Linked DNA regions of Mus musculus: region 1 is linked to region 2. The links are chromatin contacts, called in public capture Hi-C maps. All regions are on one chromosome and are shown on one strand. Each heading gives the region's core, a stretch centred on a gene start, on an enhancer-like site or on the middle of the called end of the contact. The rest is flanking DNA. Distances are from core to core; before and after follow the strand shown.

Region 1 (6,505 bases), core at 1,535-4,034, 500 kb after region 2:
CCTGTTACTGTAAAAACTCCATGGACCTGTTTGCATATTGGAACCCAGAACCTGGGGTAACCTAGCCCCACGTTCTCAGGCCATGGTCACTCATAGTTTGGTTCCAGAATAAAACTAGCTTTTATTCCCTTGGGGTTGAGAGGTGTGTTTTTGCACCAACGTTGTGCTACCATTTCATTCCTCCCTTCCTTCCTCTTTGCCCCCCCCTCCTTGCTTCCCTCTGTACTCCCATTTCCCCCTCCTCTCTTCCTTCCCCTCTCCTTTCTTTTTTTCTCTCACTGGGACATTATAAGACACCTATATATGAGTGAACTTTCTTAGAAAATAATAACCCTCGTTTTTCAAACTCTGGGCTTTAATCTAGATAGTTTTACGGAGCACTCTGTGTATGAGGGAGTTTGTCGCATTTATGCCTTGAACTACAGATCACTTGACTTTACTGCCCCAGCTTTCAAACATTCTGAGAAATAGGAGGAAGTAATTTTTTTCCTGCTCTTGCTTTTAATCCCCACGTTGCACATCTTTTCTCTTTGTTGTTTAGACACCTGGCAATGCTCTCCTGTTCCTGGAAGGAAATGGTTGAGGCTGCTCTTATCCACAATGAACTGGCTGGTACACCAGCAGCTTTGCTGGGTGCTATTCCAGATTCCACATCTCTTGGGTCAGTGCTACCTGACACTATCCCTGAGGGGACATTAACAAACATCTACTCACCCCAGATTCGGAAGCAACATCAGACCTTGGTGAACCAATGAGTTTTATTGGGGTTACTTACAGAAATATGGGTGAGGGGTTACTTACAGGAGTGGAAGTGACTCAAAAACATCTGCATTACCAACGCCCACTGCAGCATGGGTGGGCTTGCTGATGGGGTCTTTGATGAAGCTGAGCACAATGCACAGCTTGAGGCAGCTCAACAATTCCAGACCTTCAGTTGATCTGTGCCTCTTCCAGGCTGCTTGACTAGTCTCTTTCTTCCAGATGACTCAGCCAGTCTGAGCCCTTCTACGGAGCTCATCTCTGAGCGTGTCTCAGCTCTCCTTTAGAGCTTCTATGTGGTTGAGAATGGAGAGGTCTAGTGCATCTGTCAGTTTTAGGGACTTGGTGAATCTTTTGAGTTGTATTTCCTCAACCTAAGAGTTTGCCTGCTGGATGGAACATGTCCCTCCCCTGGTGCTTTGTACCCTTTCTGCTACCCTGTGTTAGTTAGCCAAAAGCTGTTGACTGGGAATTTGGAGCATCCCTCCAGAAATACAAGGCTTCATCTCATAGAAAACTGCTCCAGAGTGACCAGCTCCTCTAGGAAGGTCACAGCAGACCTCTTGACATAGTACCCACAGGCCTCTGGTACAATACTAACTTTACTGACAGACAAGCATGTGGTGACTTGTCCGTATTGACACAAGTGCTTTGTCTCCAGTAAAGTCACCCTCGAAGTTCTCCCTCATCCCTCTGGCTATGCCTCTCTTAAGAGTTTACAAGACTGTATATCCGTTGCCTGAGTTACAAATAAACACCATGTTTGATTTAAATCTAGCTATTTAAGCACTTTTAAAAAGAAACCCAGAAGCACATTTTCCTGCACAAACCAGTACAAAGTTAAACTGTATTTCTTATATATTTGATTTGAGATTTTTTTTTAAACTTTGCAAACCACATCTAGGAGATGTGGCACTTGTGCATTTTATGTGTGGTGTTAGTTTCTCTTGATTCTGTTGGTTAAGAGGGCAGAAAAGATATCTGGTATTCTTGGTCACTTGGTTACCCTAAATATATGATTGCCAGTGGCTCAGATGACAAGTGACAAGACAGAATTCTTCAACACATTATTAAGTTCCTTATACCTAAGGCAAAATCTTGAATACATTATTGAATTCTAATTTCCTAATGGCTAACAGATTGACAGCTGCACATTTGGCATGCTTTGGGGTTGGTTTTTTTTTTTTAATTTTATTTTTCATTGCAGATTTATTTGGCAATGTACAGTACATTTTGTAAACTTGCATCAAGTTTATGAATAAAGAACCATTTAAAACTAAAATAAAAAAAATAAATATTTTTATATGTGGGTCTGTGTGTGCACCGGGAGCACACAGGAGTCAAGGATGCTAGAAGAAGGTGCCAGGTCCTCTGAAGCTGGAGTTCCACACAGTTGTGGGTCACTTCGTGGGTGCTAGGAGGCAAACCCTGGTCCTCTGAAAGAACAAGAATATACTAACCATTAAACCCTCTCCAGCCCCAATCTAATTTCTTTAAGATTTATTCGAATTGTTACATCCATTTTGGGTCATTCCAAACGTTTGTGTAATGGCCTGTCTACTAACCTCCCCCCCTCCCCCCGTTTCACCTCACCCCTTCTCAGGATACACCCTAACAAGACTCAGAGAAGCACACCTTATGACCGTCCCACAAGCTTCCCTCACACTTCCAGAGTGGTGTGTGATGCCATTCTATATACATTTATGATTGGGTAATTTCTAAAAACCAGGAGCAGAGAGATACATCCTCAAATGATAAAGACTGTATGCTGGGTATTTATAGCAAATGAGGGACACAGAGGAAGGCAAAAAAAAAGGTATAGGGGAGAGCGAGACAGAAAGAATAAAAAAGAAAAAGAAAGACATAGACAGAGAGGGGGGCAGGGGAGGAGGGAGGGACGAAGAGAAGGAGAGAGATTCATGCAATGCTAATAGGTGCCCACCCCCGCCTTGCCGCGCCCATCATGCGCCTGCGCATTCTGGGGGTCCACCGGGCCCTGCCCACCCACGCTCGGGTTGCTGTTTGTAGTAACTATCTTGGGAAGCTTGAATACTCCCAAACTCCGAGTCACAGCCACACCGTCTCTTTTGCCAAAGAGAAAACACTCCTGTTGAGGCTCACCAGCCCTGGAAAGCCGCTGGCACCCAGGAACATGAGTGGACGGGCCCGTGTGAGAGCGCGAGGCATCACCACTGGCCACAGTGCTAGGGAAGTGGGGCGGTCCTCAAGAGACCTCATGGTGAGTACTTCTGTCTATCCTTCCTTTGGCTATCCTGGGCAGTGTTTTCTTCTACATGCCTGTCTAACTCCTTTGAGGCTTTCCCACCTTTTTCTTTCAAGTAGATACCATGGAAGTGCAAAAGGCACTCTGGCTAGGAGGTGCATAGCTGCCTTCTATTTTCTTAGCTTTAATTCAGTCGCTGTAAATTGTGTGTGAAAGAATGAGAAAAACAAAGAATAAGCAAAAGACAGACCAACAGACTAAATAAAGCCTGAAGTATCTTCACTTGCCTTGGTGTGATACACTTGGTTCTGGTAAATGGTACTAGAAATCGTCTCAAATTCTGATGTGGAAAGATTCACCTGCTGTTGGTTCAGCAAATACTTGGAGTGTGGCTGTTCGCTGGGTGGTCAGACAGAAACAATACTGAATAAGAACGACACATCTACTGTTTGGAGAACCTTTTAGACTCAGGCCACACAGGTTTGTGATCATTTTGTCATTGTTATCATTTAGTAGAGTTCTCTTGACTTTGCTCTTTTTTTTTTTTTTTTTTTTTTTTTTTTTAAACAGACCAAGATACAATAATTTCTTGGACAAAGAAGTTTCTGCAGAGACAGTGTCAGTCTCTGTCCTTCCCTGTGTTGAGAGCTGGCTTTGGTTCAGTTCATCCCCAGGGGTCATCCCTGTGCTGAGGGATCACCCCACTTCCATAGCTCACTCACACTTCTGGGGCCTAACGCTGTTGTTATCTGGGTAGCTATCTGGGGCTGTTGTCTGTTATCAGATGGTAGCATGACTCAGCTAAATGCACTTGGCAAGGAGAGCACTCCAGCTTCCCCTTGGCCTTCTGTGGAGAATGGCCACCTCCCTCTTGCCCCTCAAGGGCATCTACCTCTAGTGTTTTCTGCTCCTGGATCATGGTAATCTACAGTATGAGACATGATACTGTTCTTGTCTTTTGATAATGTCATGGGTTGTGATTCGTTTAAGTCTGAGCAAACTTCCTACCTCTTTGTAGGTTACATCTGCCAGTCCTGGGGACAGCGAGGCCGGAGGTGGGACAAGTGTCATTTCACAGCCATGTAAGTATCTCTGGATCTGCCTCCCTGACCTCCTTCAGCCTGAGTGGAGTAAGAGGACTCACCAAGCCCGAGACACCAGACCGCACCGCCTGCTCTGCAACGGTTCCCTGAGGGATCCTCCTCAGAAGTTCACTGTGGCTTCGCTGGCGTCCTGGTGTTCCTCAGGACACCGGGATTCAGATGGGGAAGCCATCTTCTGATTCCTTCTGCTCAGCGAATCATTTTGAAACCCCACCAACCTGGAGACAGAGTGTTCCGAGCCCAGCTAAGCTCATACTGTGTTCTTGAAAATGACCTTGAACTTCGGACTCTCCTCTTCCCTCCCCAGCCCTTCAGTTCTGGCTGCAGGTGCACCAGACCCATTTTATATGGTTCTGGGGATTGGATTCAGGGTCTCGTGCTTGCTAAATAAGCACTTTGCTAACTGAGGTACATTCCCAGCCTTTGAAGAACACATTCCAAAAATACAGAGCAGTGACATCAAAGTGCCCATTTTCCAGGATGGGAGAAACCAGCGACACACAACTGTGATCCTTCCATCAGTCCTCCTTGCAAAGCCTGGTTCAGTTCCAGGGGTCTTGTCCACTCCGGGCCACACAGCCTAAGTTGCCTTGCCAGGTGTATTGGGTTCTGCCTGGGCTGCCGTGAGGAAGTACCATAGACTGAGGGGCTTCAATAAGAGACATTTGTTTGCCCCTGATTCTAGAGGGTTGAAACGAATCTGAGAACATAGTGCATTTCATATCCCTGGGTGAAAGCTGTTTACCACGTCCTGTATTGTGAACATGCAGGGAAGTTATTGATTTCTGGTCAGTAAGCTGTAAGCGCTGAGGTGCCACAGGCTCTCAGAGTCCATCTCTGGTGTGGTCTGATCTGAACTGCAATGAGAATGTGCTTGTGACACAGAAGGCCTGCTGTGAGAGGCAGCATGCTGGCCTGCCTGCCTCTGCCACTGTGACATTATCATGAGTAACTCAGCATGCAGACAGTCCATCCTTTACAGTAATAGACATATAACCTGATTTTTCCCCTTTTAACTCTTAAGTGTACAGTTCTGTTTTCTTCCTTTTTTTTAAAAGATGCATTTATTTATTTGATGTATGTGAGTACACTGTGGCTCTCTTCAGACACAGCAGAAAAGGACACCAGATCCCATTACAAATGGTTGTGAGCCACCACGTGGTTGCTGGAAATTGAACTCAAGACCTCTAGTGCTCTTAACCACTGAGCCGTCTCTTCAGCCCCAGTCCCAGGGTTTTAAGCTCACTCTTATCGTACAGTTACTGCTGGCATCTATCTCTGGCACTCTTTTGTATGGTAATACTGAAACTTATTTGTTAAAAATAACTCTCCACTTCCTATCCTTTCAGTTTCAAAGAACCACAATTCTATGGTAGTATGAACTTTTTGGTTTTTTGTTTTAAACACAGTTTCTCTGTGTATCCCTGACTATCCTGGAACTCTTTGTGGAGGCCACACTGGCCTTGAACTCTGAGATCTGCCTGCCTCTGCCTCCAAGTGTTGGGACTATAGGCATGTGCCACCACTGCCCAGCCTGGTTTGAACTTTTTAAAAATCAAGATTTTATTTTCTGTGTAGTGTGTGTGTGTATGTGTGCGTGTGTGAGGCCAGAGGCACTGGGTCCTCCTGACGTAGTTGTAAACCACATGCTGTGGGTTCTGGGAATCCAACTGGTCTTTTCCAAGAGCAGCATGTGCCCTGGCCCTGGCAGCTCGAAATGCTTAAACTGTCTAAAAATCACTTACGATCTAGAACAGTGAGAAATATAGATAGTCAGTTAAAATCAATCTCTGAAAATGAAACGGAGGGACAGTGCAATCAGGGACTACATTGTAGGACAGATGAACCCTGAACCCAGAGGGTCAGCAGACCGTTAGGCATGTTGTTTTGCCCTAAAATCCTGAATTTTGACGATTAAAAGTACCTTCCAAGTGGTGATGGCATTTAAAAACTGTACTCACTTAAACAGAAGTCACTTAGATACAAACAGACTTCTTTCGGTCTTTTTATGACCTATAGTAAATGGTAGACTTTTCTTAAGGAATAATCTAGCATGATTGTTGCTGTCCGTGCCTGGGCAGTTTCTCTTTCCACTGGGAAATGTGAGAGACTCAGCAAGTCAGTGTGGATTGTCCCCGCTTGGAACGCTTCAGAGCTCAGGGAGAAGGAAGGATAGTCGCGTGTTAACAGGTGGGAGCAGTAGCCTGACCCAAGAAGAGGACATCTATGGCACTGTAAAAGCTAACACTAAGCCTTATTTCTAATTAAACATTCCCTGCCTTTTCTATAATTTTCAGCGTTGGTACAGTCAGGAATGTGTTGGCAGCACAGGCACATCTTATTGAAAACTGCAAGTTTTGACGGTCAGTGTGGTTTTGATGGAGAGGGTGCGCATGGTCCAACACACCACGTTATCTTC
Region 2 (5,743 bases), core at 1,860-4,359:
ACAGCCAAATCTTTAAGATCTGGCTTGTTTGTTTGTTTGTTTGTTTGTTTTGAGACACGATCTTACTATGTAGTCTTAGTTGGCCTAGAGCTCATAATGGAGACCACGCTGGCCTCCTAAGTGCACCACCATGCCCAGCTCAATTTCTCATTTCCTCTTGGATTTGCTATGAGCAGCCAGGAGTGAGAAAGCCCCTTCTCCAACACTTTGGTTAGAAATCTCCTCAGCTAAATAAGCAGCCGCCCCACTCTCGACTTCTACCTTCCTCAGAACACTGACGCACAAAGGCAGCTCAGCCCGGATCTTCACTACTGCACAGGAATTTCCTCCGCACTGTCCAAGAACACTCCTTATTTCTCTGTAAGACCTCACCTGAACCTCCCTTCCAACCCACGTTTCTAGTATACTGAAAACTTCTCCAGCTCCACCCAGTAACTGGCTCTACAGCGCCATCTACAGCTCTACATGCTCATGACACTAGCTCCGCACTTGGCAGTACAAGTTGTCTAGTGTGGGCTGCAGTTAAGAGTCTATGGACTGGATGACTGAAGTGCGGGGGTTTATTTTCCCCTCTCAGTCTTGGAGGACAGGAAGTGCAAGATCCAACGTATTTAATACAGACCCCCCAATACATCTATAGTCATACTATATTTTAATTTAAAATTATTTTTACATTTACTTATTTACTTGTGTGCATCCTATTTGTGTGTGTGTGCCTGGGTGCATGGACTCTGTGGAGGTCCCTGGATAAACTTACAGGAGCCAGTCCGCTCTCCTCACCTTGTGAGTCCCAGTACCTTTGCCTGCTGAGTGCTCTCACTGGCAAGACATTTATAGTTAAGCGAACACCCTCTTCCTGGCTTATTAAATTGTTCACTGTGTCCCCACCAGCAGAGAAAGAGTTCTGAGTTCTCTTTGATAAGGACACTAGTCTCACCACAGTGGGGACTAACGCCACATCAGAGGTTTCAACCAATGCATCTGGGGGATATATTTAGTCCCTAACACCACCATTGAGAGAGCAAACGCTTCCAAATACAGGAATCTTGTGTTTGGGGACATGTTGTAACACAGGCTTTTTTTTTTTTTTTTTTTTTTTTTTTTTTGAAGGCAGCTTCTTGCTCTCACTTTCTTCCTTCTTTTATATTATTTATGGTTTCTTGTTAACCGTGCTAGGTGCCAAGCACAGGGCCTTGTTCATGCTAGAAAAGAGTTGCCATTGAGTTATACCCCAGCCTTTGGCAGAAGCTGAGGAGGCAGAGGATGCAGGGAGCTGGTGAGGAGAGGAGAGGCCCTCTCCACATTGCTGGGTTGGCCTCCAGCACAGGCCCCCTCCAAGCAGGCTCACACCCACTCGGCATTTGGGAAGAGCTGCTCCTGGTTGGAGAGGGGCAGACTCAGGGCTCATCAGAGCGGACAGTACTGACCTGCCTGGTGACAGCCGGGCAGGAGACAGTCACCAGGTGACACAGACTTTCACCTACTCCTCAGGCTTACATGTCACACTGTCATGGTGGCTCCCATCTAACTGCTAGGACCAGGTAAGTGTGGGTTCCTTTGCAGAGAGTCCTCTGGTTTCCCAAATCTGGGTTCTAAGTGTTCCCAGAAGGCAGCACCTACCTCCTTCAAAGGCCACGTCAAAGGAAAAATTGTTAACCACTGTATCCTACTGTGGCCTGCTTCCTGCAGGGAGAAGTCAGGCTCTGGATATTACCCTCTGAACATCACAGACAGACGGCTGTACCAAGAGCAAGAATGGTGACAAGAAACTTGTACTTGGGAAAACAACGGGAAAGATCACTGTCAAGATTCCTACCTGATGGATTAACAAGGGGCTAAGTCCAGGCCCCCCAGCGGCAGAAGCCACAGCCCAGCCATCTCAGCCCAGTCTTACTGAGTCTTACAAATACAAAGGCTGGTCTCCAAGAAAAGACCTAGAAGCTGTTTGAGCCTTGGCTTCACCGCACGCTAGGTAGGTAGTCACCTTCCCTGAGCAGTGTTGCCTTCCCGTGCCTCAGTTGCAGCACTTGTAGAACACAGAAAAAGAGGCTCTCATTTCATATGGGCTAAATGGTTAGGAAGTTTGTGGATCCCAAGAATCTGTGAACAAAGGCGCTTGATGAAGATCTGCTTTCCCCACCAGCCCTCTTAACTCCAGCCACCCGTCTCTGGCTTCTCTAAACCTCCATGAACTGACCCATAAGATGGTAATGGTAATAATGTTAGTCCTTGAACAAGAAGAGAATTGCACTATAATCTTTCGTGTCTATAGATGATGTTCAATGTGTACCACATTCTGACTCACCATTCTAGTGCTGCCTCACAGGGCACCTTCTCTGGTCTCATGCTCCAGTGAACCCCACGACCTCTTTTCCTGAGCCCCAGGCTACCTGGAAGTCTGCTGCATGTTAAGGGAGATCCATAGGACCCAGGAAACCCAAGGAGGGTCTACCACCAGAGAGTGACAGTGAGCACCCTGGGGTTTGCAGCCTGGTTATTTTCAGAAAGAAAATAAAAATTGCTGCCCAGGAGGCCAGGGCCCGGCAGGGAGCGAGTTATCTCCAGGACGGCTTCCTGCTTTGACAGCAGCAGCCACAGCGGCCCAGAGCACTGAGAGAGCCTTGGCTCGGCCTAGGACTCTCCAGCTGCGCCCCGCCAGCTTAGAGGCGGTGAAATGAGACTAGCCCGCATCACCTTGGCCTCCCGACAGCACCATAGGGGACGTTCCTTCCAGCGATGTTCTTCCCACCCTCCATGTTGCTCCCACCTACGAGGTCTCCCAATCAGGCACTTACTCTGCAGACAGCGGGCAGCAGTCACCCAGAACGCGAGCAGCCCCAGCGGGATGCCTTGGGTCCTCTCCCCGCACCGCAGTGGTCTCATGAGCGAGCCGCGGGCTGTATAGAACCCCGCATGGGCCTCGGGGAGGTGGCCGGTCCAATGCTCGCCCTCAGCAGCGCCCCGCAGCGTAGCGCGCCAGCCTAGCCTCCCAAGCCTTGGCTCTGCTGCTCTGCTTGCAACTCAGCACGTCTCAGCTCCTGCAGCTGCTCCGCCAGAGGCAGATGAGCAGGTTGTACTCTGGTTCAACCAGTTCCCAGGACAGAGGGAAGAAAGGAGGAAGGGAAGAGGGAGGGAGGAGTGAAAGAACGGAGGACTATAAATATGCAAAGATATGGGGTAATGGGAAGGCACGCACTCAGAGGCACTAATGGCAAATAATGAGCAATTTCCTGAGGGTCACACCCACTTTATCAATTCAAGGTTCAGTGCAGGGAGGTGACTGGGGGGAGGGCTAGTGCTAGCTGCTGTTCAAGGGTCCAAAAAGACAATTTGAGGACTTCATGGGCAAGTGGGAGGCTTTTAGGAAAGCCAAGTGACAGCCTGGGGTGTGAGGAGTGAGGGGAAACAGATAGGGTGACTCAGGCTGGCTCTGTGGAGTAGATGCAGTTATGCTCCATCCATCCATCCATCCATCCATCCATCCATCCGTCCGTCCGTCCGTCCGTCCGTCCATCCATCCATCCGTCCGTCCGTCCGTCCATCCGTCCGACTATCCATCCATCCGGCCAGTTACTCAGCCAGCCAGGAAAGGATTCTGAAAGCTGCGTTCTGTCTGGGACCTGGCTCAGGTGGGCGTTCCACCACAGGACAGTGTTGGAATGATGCCTGAGCTACACTTAGAGACACAACCACACTGATTTGCAGAGCCCCTAGAGGTGGCCCTCCTGTAATCTCAGCACTCTGGAATCCTCAGGAGTGACTAGGTACTTTAGGAATCCTAGCAAGGGGTGGGGCCTGCAAACAATGACCAACTGCTATATAGTCTGCTGTTAAATGAAGAACCAGGATGCTGTAAGACTCAAAGCAGCTGGACTCAAAGGGGGATGTGGTGATGTGTAAAGATGTGGAAGTCGGGGAAACTAAAACTGGCCCAAGCTAGTTGTGGCAGTATGGTTTACTTCGTCAGAGCTAGATCTTCTTACTAGGGAATAAGATTCCGAGCAAACAGCAGTGATACTTAAAAGGGAAGTCTACTCGGGAGGGCGGCTCTGGAAAAGATTCTGCTTTCCTGGGGAAAGGATAGAAAGGGCGGTGGCTGCTTGCTGTGTAGCCGTTTCCTTCCAGCTGAGACACTCTTTCCTGAAAGGAGGAGGCAGCTCACAAAGCACAAGCCACTCAAAGGATTCAGGGCACTAGGGCACTTAGAGAACTCTTGGAGTATGCCATTGCCAGGGAGAGGAGACTCTTCCACAGAGCTGCAAGTTGTAGAGGGAGCCCCAGTGATGGGCTGGGCTGGGCTTCTCTGTAATGCAGCCGCTGGAATCACCCATGTTCCTGACCCTTGCTAATGTAACCTTAATACACTCATTGTTCTGAGCTGGAGAGAAGTAGTCTTTCCAGGAAACGCTTCACAGCTCTCCTCCTGCCTCGAAGACATTCCTTCTCCTTAGATCTGGAGCTCTTGACATATTTCGTGAAATTTCAAGTGAGGACAAATCTCGCTAGGTGAGGATGGAGGAACAGAAAGACAGGAAGTGCCAGGAGACAGCGGTGTGTAGCATGCTCTCCCAGGAGACCATGGGATGTAGCACGCCCTACTGTGATCTGGCTCTTGGGGGGGGTTGTATCTGCAGTAAGACTCTGGGTGGGATGAATGCTGGGGCTCAGCTTGCATTCTCCTTTCTGTTTAGTACAGGATTCTCACCCACGGGATGGTGTCCCTCAAAGTTAACGTAGGCCTTCCTACCCCAATTAACCAGATTTAGATAATCTCTCACAGGTGTGCCAAAGGACGTCTTTCCCAGGTGACTCTAGAACCATTAAGTTGGTCATTTTAACCATCACACACACATTCTGGTGAGAACAAGAATGGTCTACCCTGGAACTGCACTCACAGTGTCCTCTTTATTGGCTATCATTGGCTCATGGGTAAAAAGATGAGACCATTGGGGACTCCCTGGGAGTGGCATGTGGCCATTGCTGGGATTGCTAAAGCAGAGGACATGAACCTACAGGTATTACCACCCATGCCTGTCACACAAGAAGTCCTGGACTCATAATGAAGCTAAGTCAGGTATGGTGAATTAAGAAGCTGAGGAAGAAGGAAACCAAGTTTGAGGCTAGCCTGGGCTACGTAGCAAGGCTCTCTTTCAAAAATAAAAATATTTTAAAAGTCAAAAGAATGAAGCTAAGATGAGACAAACTGGGCCGGGACCCAGGGAGAGAAGCAGATACAGTGTGTGCTCTGGGGTTTGAACTCTCACTTTCCCCAGTAGCTTGAACTGGATTTCTGTGACATAAAGCTAATGTTGGTTGAAAGACAGGACATTACAATTAGGGGGAATATATTCAAGACATCTACTTACTGCACAGCACGGAAATGATAATTAATGACGAAATGTGTTGAGTGAACGCTGAGTGGAAGAAGGCTCGCAAGTGATGACCATCTGACCTGTGCTACTTTATTCAGCTCCGTATTCACACTGTGCTGACACTGTGTACACATACTTTAACATACTAGGTCATGCACAATAATTACTATCTGTCAATTTAAAATAAAATAAAGTGTGTGTGTGTGTGTGTGTGTATGTGTGTGTGTGTGTGTGTGTGTAAGCCAAAAGTCAAGGGCAAGAGCTTCTGTGGCCTTTCTCCACCTTATTTTTGAGACCAGCTTTCCCACTGACCTGAGAGCTCACTGACTTGCTGCCCTGGGTAGTCAGAAGTCCTCACCGTCCTCCTGTCT

Evidence for each region. Capture Hi-C pulls out chosen DNA fragments and counts their contacts.
Region 1: a capture Hi-C map of macrophages shows a contact between it and region 2, with 6 times the contacts expected there. The contact joins the promoter of Piwil4 here to the promoter of Vstm5 in region 2. A contact is called at or near these places in 2 of 9 other capture datasets (liver and macrophages).

What each region holds. Positions count from the first base shown.
Region 1 is chr9:14,736,951-14,743,455 of GRCm38.p6, reverse strand. Piwil4 (piwi-like RNA-mediated gene silencing 4) reads left to right here and starts at 2,784. Exons shown (of 20, transcript NM_001368831.1): 1 at 2,784-2,998; 2 at 4,002-4,065. The coding sequence starts at 2,912.
Region 2 is chr9:15,236,411-15,242,153 of GRCm38.p6, reverse strand. Vstm5 (V-set and transmembrane domain containing 5) reads right to left here and starts at 3,109. Exons shown (of 4, transcript NM_026955.2): 1 at 2,796-3,109. The coding sequence starts at 2,883. Gm51702 (a long non-coding RNA gene) reads left to right here. Exons shown (of 3, transcript XR_003948285.1): 3 at 1-1,071.